2 separate regions of the Mus musculus genome follow, and region 1 is linked to region 2. Evidence: chromatin contacts called from public promoter capture Hi-C data. All regions are on one chromosome and are shown on one strand. Each heading gives the region's core, a stretch centred on a gene start, on an enhancer-like site or on the middle of the called end of the contact. The rest is flanking DNA. Distances are from core to core; before and after follow the strand shown.

Region 1 (3,231 bases), core at 546-3,045, 180 kb before region 2:
GCATGTGTCTCTGCGCTATCTCCATTTTAAGATAAGGATCATGAAACCCTGACCCTCTGAAAAGACCAGAAGAGCCCTGTGTTCCTCAACACTTCCTCCTATTTGTTCTATTTGTTCTATGCTCTCTGTACACAGAACCCAGTTTCTGAGTGAGATGTAATTCCAAACGATAACCAGTCTGTCTGGGTCCTGGAACGCGCTCCTGTCACTTGCTGGGTGAAGCTACAGGATGAGTCACACACATGGAGGTGCTCCTCACACGTCTCAACACGCCAGGTGAGAGCCAGCATCGGGCTCCCAAGGAAAATAAGAAAAGGTCAGGCCAAGAATTGTCCTGTAGACCGTGGTGAAGAACTACTACGTGAGCTCTCACTTGTCTGTTCTCTCCTCTCCAGGGATGTACACAGGGTGAGAGGGGCACACATTCCTGCTTGTGTAGACAACTGGCTTCATACTCCTTAATCCATCCTACTGTCTTATGGGAATGACTAATTCAGAAAGGTTAACTGGAGAATGAGGAATTCAAGAGTGAGGGGTGTGTGTGTGTCTGTCTGTCTCTGTCTGTGTGTGTGTGTGTGTGTGTGCACATGCACTCACCTAAGCCTAATTCAATAACTGTATATTTTACTCTACTCGTGTAATTGCAACTTTGATTATAACATCGGATGGCTAAGTAAGTTGTTTCTATCTTGACCTCAGTCATTGAATCTACAGGCTCACTTTTACTGACTTAGTGGTTCTCTTTCAGCATGGATGAGGTGTGGAGCCTTGGTGGAAAGGCATCTACAGAGAACTACTAGAACAGAATCAGACCCATCTCTTCTTGCTTATTTTAAATGATTTGCCCCCATTGCTTTGTAGCTGGATTCCAATGCTGGTGGCTCCCAAGAATCACAAAAGTTCAGAGTTGAAAGGCATTTTCATTGCGCCCACTATCTTAATACTTTAATAATTATAACGTAATTAATAGTGCTGGTGATATCTCTGTTCTATGGAGGAAACTCACCGGAGTACTGCCCCTAAACATATAGCCAAAAAATAATAACACCCAATGAATCAAGAGTCTAAGTCTCCTGCATCCAGAGCACAGGCCTGCAAGCAGCCCACACTGACCACTCACACCAGAGTGATGCTTTAGGAAGGGTTTGCAGCAGTAACAGGAAGTAGTGTTTTCCTTTACCTTGCTTTAAAGACAATTTGGCAGGTTAACGAGAGGAAGAAAACAGAATGTTCAAGCTTTGCATTCCAGCTAAAGGAAGAGAACTGAAAGTTATCTGGCATGAAGTCAGTGCAGAGGCAGTAAGTTCGGTTGCCTGACAGGGCGTTTGATGTTTTCACTCCGAGGAGTGAGCAATTCTAGCCTGGCAGATGACTCCATGAAGAAAAACAAATATCAAATAGACATTCTAACTTTGAGGTTAGTCAAGTTTGAAAAAGCATTAAGGAGGAGACACTACAGAGTCAAGTACTCCAGAAAACTCTAGCCCAACCACATATCTACCCCGTTCTGGAACAGGTGCAGAAAACAATCAGCTCCTTATTTTAGGAAAGGCTAATACCATGGGCCATGTACTCACGCATCCAGGAAGTAGATCTAGCAGCCCAGAGACCGATAGTCACCTAGCAGGAAAGTCAGCATTGAACTCCCTACGATGGTGCCTCACCATCACGTCTCGGCGCTGAAACCCTTCAGCCCCCTTCAGTGATAGCAGCCCGACTCCATCTTTTGAAAAGGAAGTCCCGAAGGCCCGGGTGAGAAGCAACTGCCTGTAATGAGAAGCCAATCTGGCCACTGCAAAGCAGCCCACAGCTTCGAGGATTGTGTAAGGCTGTGATTCACCCCCACAGTGGGTCTGTCAAGCACGCCTAAGAGAAATTACAGGTTTCTCTTGTCTGAAGTGAATCCATTAAAGTGAGTCACTTGTTTGCCCTTCGGTTCTTCATCTTTATCTCAGATGATCACAGGAGAGTCTGTGTTGTATCTTCTCTGGTGTAATTAGAACAGGGGTGACAACATGCAAACTTGTGCCACCATTGTTTATGGTTTTAAAGGACTATTGTTGCATTTTACCTGTAACTATGAATTTGGAGAAAACCATACTGAGAAAGTGGCCAGGAAATTATGAGCTAGTCTCTACTTTGGCGCCAGAGGGATTTGTGGCTCATTCTTTCTTTTTTTTTAATTTATCTGTCTTCTTATTCAATTGTGTGCCTGGGTGCCAAGGCACATGTGGAAGTCGGAGAATGACTTGCAAAAATCACAGGACCCTGGGATCAAACTCAGGTCATCAGGCTGGCCAAAATGACAAGAACCTTTACCCATTGAGCTGTCTTGACAGCTGTATTTACTTATTCTGTTATTTCTAAGGAATGAGATGAGAACTTCTTTTGCAGCCTCTCCATGCCAATGGGTAATGACGAGCCAGAAAGTAGTGTCCACCTGCAGAGAATTTCACTTGACCTAGCTTCAGTTTAAATGGATCTCCTCACCACCAGAGTCCCACATATTCTAATTCTGATGTTTCTTCTCTGCAAGCCTTCTTCCAAGGGCTACTGTAACTCCCCACTTAGAAGTTATAGTGGAGCAGGGTGGGAAGGTGAACAAAGAGAACGAAGCAAGAGGAACTTGTTTTACATAACTTATGGTAATGCAGGTCAAGGAAGCAGCATTTGTAGAAATGGGTCAGTTCTATGTAGCTCACTCATTAAGTACCAGGCCATTTGGGACGGTGGGGGGTAGGGTGGGGGGAACAGTCTCAAGCGGTTGTGTAATCAAAGAGTTTTATTGGACATACATATTTACTGAACATATGCTACGTGTAAGTCACGTGGTTGCCTTATCAGCAGGCATAAGGACATTACAAAGTGGTTATCAAAGGTAAAGCCAATCAATTCCTAAAGACTCACAACAATAGCTGATAAATAAAAAGAGGAAAACAAACAGACCAAAAAAAAAAAAACAATATGGCACAGCAACTACTAGTGGTAAGAGAAGAGCACCGTTTGTAAATGTTCTAAGAAACTGTGTTGAGGAATCAACCAGGGAGGACTGCTCAGAGAAGGCAAAAAGTAAAACCAGGCGTGGAAACACCACAGAATGTCACATGGAGTCACATGGTAGGATCTCTTCCGCAAGAGCGGAACTCTGCATTCCAGTTGGCAACCCTAGATAGCAGGCTCACTCCATGAGCCTCAGTAGGTTTTCCTTGCTCGAAACCCTGTTACACACAC
Region 2 (3,623 bases), core at 1,097-3,596:
ATCTGCAAATGTTTCACAGGCCCCCAAAATAACCTTCAAAGCACAAATCTTGACAGTATGCTAAACAATTTTCCCAAGATACTCTGGCAACTCTAAAATAGATCAAAGAAACGGCGTGTGGACAGTAAATACAGGTATTATAATGTAAAATACTTTCCATACTTTCCTTAAAACCTTAGCAGGGGCCCGGGCAGGACAGTGGTGGCTCACGCCTTTAATCCCAGCACTTGGGAGGCAGAAGCAGGCAGGATTTCTGAGTTTGAGGCCAGCCTGGTCTAGAGAGTACAATGAGTTCCAGGACAGCCAGGGCTATAGAGAAAAACTCTACTGGAAAAACAAAAACAAAAACAAAAACACCTTAGCTGGGTATAGTGACTTTAATCTTAGCATTTGGGAGGCAGAGGTAGGTGGATCTCTGTGAGTTCAAAACTAGCCTGATCTATAGAGTGTGTGCCAGGATATCCAGAACTACACTGTAAGAACCTGAAGAGAAGAGACAGAGACAGAGACAAAGACAGGGAGAGGAGGTGAAGAGACAGAGACAGAAAGAGAGAAGGAGAAGACCTTATACTCAAGTATAGACCTACTGATTTTCCCCTATGCAAAAATCACAAATTTAAATGATCTCCACGGTTTAAAAGAGAGAGAGAGAGAGAGAACGGGGAAGGTGAAAGGCGATACTAATCATAGTTTCAAGCCCATCGGATAACCAGCAGTTCCAAGGACGGGTACTTAAAATAACTGCAAACTGCAAAGAACTGTCTGTTGTTTAGCACCTGGTCCAACAGTATACAAGATCCAAGGTGGTTAAAAGGGCTCACAGCAACTCAAAGTCACAAAATGATGACTCTGGACCATCAAAAGATGTTTAATTACATTCTGCATCCTGACTTAAGACAGATAAGAATTGTATACTTAATTTTAGCTTTTCATCCCAATCAGTTAAGCTAGCTTTTGATGCTTTAGAATAAGCCTGCAATTACCCCGTAAACTCAACTAATCAAGTGGAAAGGAATTCATTTCAAAGTCCCTAACAGCAAATGTTTGTCTCCTGAGTCAAAAAGCACTTGGTGTATAAAAGGTACACAAAGCAGGAGGGAAGCGGAGGGAGAATAAAATTAGAAGCTCTAAGAAAACAGAATAGCCAGTGTCTGTAAACACTAGCTAAATTTGTCTCCCACAAAACAAAGTGTGGGCACGGGGTGCCACATCAGCAGAGCTCCTGTTTTTGTTGGGCTTCTAAATCATCCGCTAGTTTCCTGAATTATTAATTTCAGTAATGGTTTTAAGCAGCATCGACTCTGGAGTGAGAACGTGATAATGTCTTTCTGATTTATACCACAAAACCAAATACTGGTCTTACACTTTTTGCCTTGTGGTAACACCAAGCTGGGGGCGGGGGGGCGGGGGAGAAACATACTTTTACTTTACTTTTAAATTATAACCATTCGAGGGAGCTCGTGTCTAGCCCAGACGCAACTTATCAAAAGAACTGTTACACCACTGAACAAAACTCCTTTTCAAAGAAGTCCGCTGCGACGCTTGCTCTCTCTCTCTCTGACTCCAAACGAAAACCTGAAGAACGCACAGAAAAACAACCTTGTGGCCCCGGTACTTTTGCTCGCCTCCAAGAAGGAAGTCTCCCTCCAAACAGGAAACAGCAAACAGCTCCTCCAGAGGTTCCAACTGGGAATCCTAGAATAACCGAACCCCTAACCCAGTCCTCAGGAGGAGGAAATTCGCCGCGCTGCTAGGTGCCAACACACCTGACAAGGCAGACGACGAATACCAGGAAAAACGATTTCAAAAAACTGACCCACGAAAAGAGGAAGGGGAGAGAAGTCACAAATCACTGCCAAAAAGCCCAGCCGATCGCAAAGAGAATTAAGTTTCTTCCTGTGCTTCCAATTCTCTATGACAAAATGTCTGTGTGTGTGTGTGTGTGTGTGTGTGTGTGTGTGTGTGTGTGTGTGCGCGTGCATAGTAGATGTGGGGGTGTGAGTGCATTCTTTTTTAAACCAATCTGTACCAAGCCACCGAGTAGCAGAGCTGCAAGTGCCACTTTCTCAAGTTCGCGATCGCCCTCCCCCATGGAAGTCAGGGGCTCCCAGAGGGCGCAGGGCAACGGGTCACGGGTTCGAGCCCCGCTGTCCCGCACAAGGACCGACGAGGGGAGAGCCCGATTGGAGCCGACCCGCGTGCGAGGAGCCCAGTGGCCGGCGCGGTAGTGCTTACCCATGCTGCGGCTCTGGCGGGGAGAGCGCGGCCCCGCGGCCCCTTCTGTGCACCGGCTCAGGCGCGGCGGGGAAGCGACTCCATCCGCCCGCGGCGCGCTTGGCCGCTCCTCACGCCCGGCCTCGGCCGCAGCCCCGGCAGGCGGGGGTGGGAGGGGGGGTGGAGAACGGGGTCCGCGCCTGAGCACAGGGCGCACTCAGCCACGCTCCCGGGCCGCTTCCGCTCGCAGCTGGCTGAGGCACTTGGCGGGGTCTCGCACGGTCAGCCCGCACCCGCTCCCTCGGAGGCGGAGCGCGCCACGCTCGAGAACGCGGTGGCAAGCCACGGGCCCAGTGTGAAGAGAGTCGGGACCCGGCTGGGGCGAAATCTCGCGAGAACGATCTGGGATTCCCGGCCACGCCCCCTGCGGCCCCCGCGCGCGCCACCCAGGCTCCGGCAGCTGGTGCCAGGTGCGGTGACGTCACGCGGGGGCGCGCGCCACCATCCTCCAGGTGTGGCGGGCTGCGGGCACTTGGTCTCCCTGGGGTGTACGACACAGCTGGCTGCCCGGCCCATACAGATACCAAAGGGGTTCTGCAAAATGAGCCCCGGTTACCCCACTTTCTTTTTTCTTTCTTTTTTATTTATTTTTTTTTTTTGCAAAGGTGTCGCTTGTGAGAGATCTAAAAGAGAACAGCTATGGGAGCGAGAACTTCGAAGTTCAAGGCGGGGTCCCCTTCCCCCCCCCGCAAATGTGGGGACCCCACAGTTCACCTACAGAGTTCCCTGCGGGTCAAAAGCAATGTTTTTCTTTGGGGTGGGTGAGAAACGCAGTGAATTTTTCATAGGCATACATTATTGTATTCCTTGAGTCTCTTGTTGGCCAAAGATGACTTCCTACACCCTCTTTTGAAATAGAAATCGTTCTAAATTAGGCATCGTGGTTTGAAACATTGCCAGGCATTATTTTTTTTTTCCTCTAGAGTCAATATGAAGGCCGGCGTAGGATTATTGTAATCAAACACGAGCTTTCTTCAACTTATTGACAAATTTAATTAATATGACCTTAATTTTCCTCCCCTCCTATTTGAAAAAGTCAACTTCAAGGCCTGAGCAAGTATGGGGGAGCAACGTGTTGACTGCCAACTATTGTGCCTAGTGTTGGTTTTTTGTTTTTTTTTTTTTTTTCAAGAAATTACGCCTTTGAATTCTCACAGCTACCGGACACTTAAACTGCTTTGCCCGTTGGAACCAGGCCGACTTGGGTCTCTGAAACTCAGCTCTGCCGTTTATTTTTTTGTAGGTCCCTGGGTGAATGAACCTGACTGGAGCTTTAGCAGTTAATGTGTTAAAAGAAATGTTTATTTACAGTGTAGAACAAGAGTAGAGACTTTGTAAATAGCCATTCC

The links. Promoter capture Hi-C pulls out the DNA fragments that hold promoters and counts their contacts.
Region 1: a contact with region 2 is called in a promoter capture Hi-C map of second pharyngeal arch cranial neural crest. The contact joins the promoter of Adgrf4 here to the promoter of Cd2ap in region 2. A contact is called at or near these places in 3 of 39 promoter capture datasets (cranial neural crest, frontonasal cranial neural crest and second pharyngeal arch cranial neural crest) and 2 of 484 Hi-C or Micro-C datasets (the G1E-ER4 cell line and the N1E-115 cell line).

The regions. Positions count from the first base shown.
Region 1 is chr17:42,690,489-42,693,719 of GRCm38.p6, forward strand. Adgrf4 (adhesion G protein-coupled receptor F4) reads right to left here and starts at 1,796. Exons shown (of 10, transcript NM_030067.2): 1 at 1,578-1,796.
Region 2 is chr17:42,874,078-42,877,700 of GRCm38.p6, forward strand. It overlaps Cd2ap (CD2-associated protein), which reads right to left and starts at 2,347. Exons shown (of 18, transcript NM_009847.3): 1 at 2,236-2,347. The coding sequence starts at 2,239.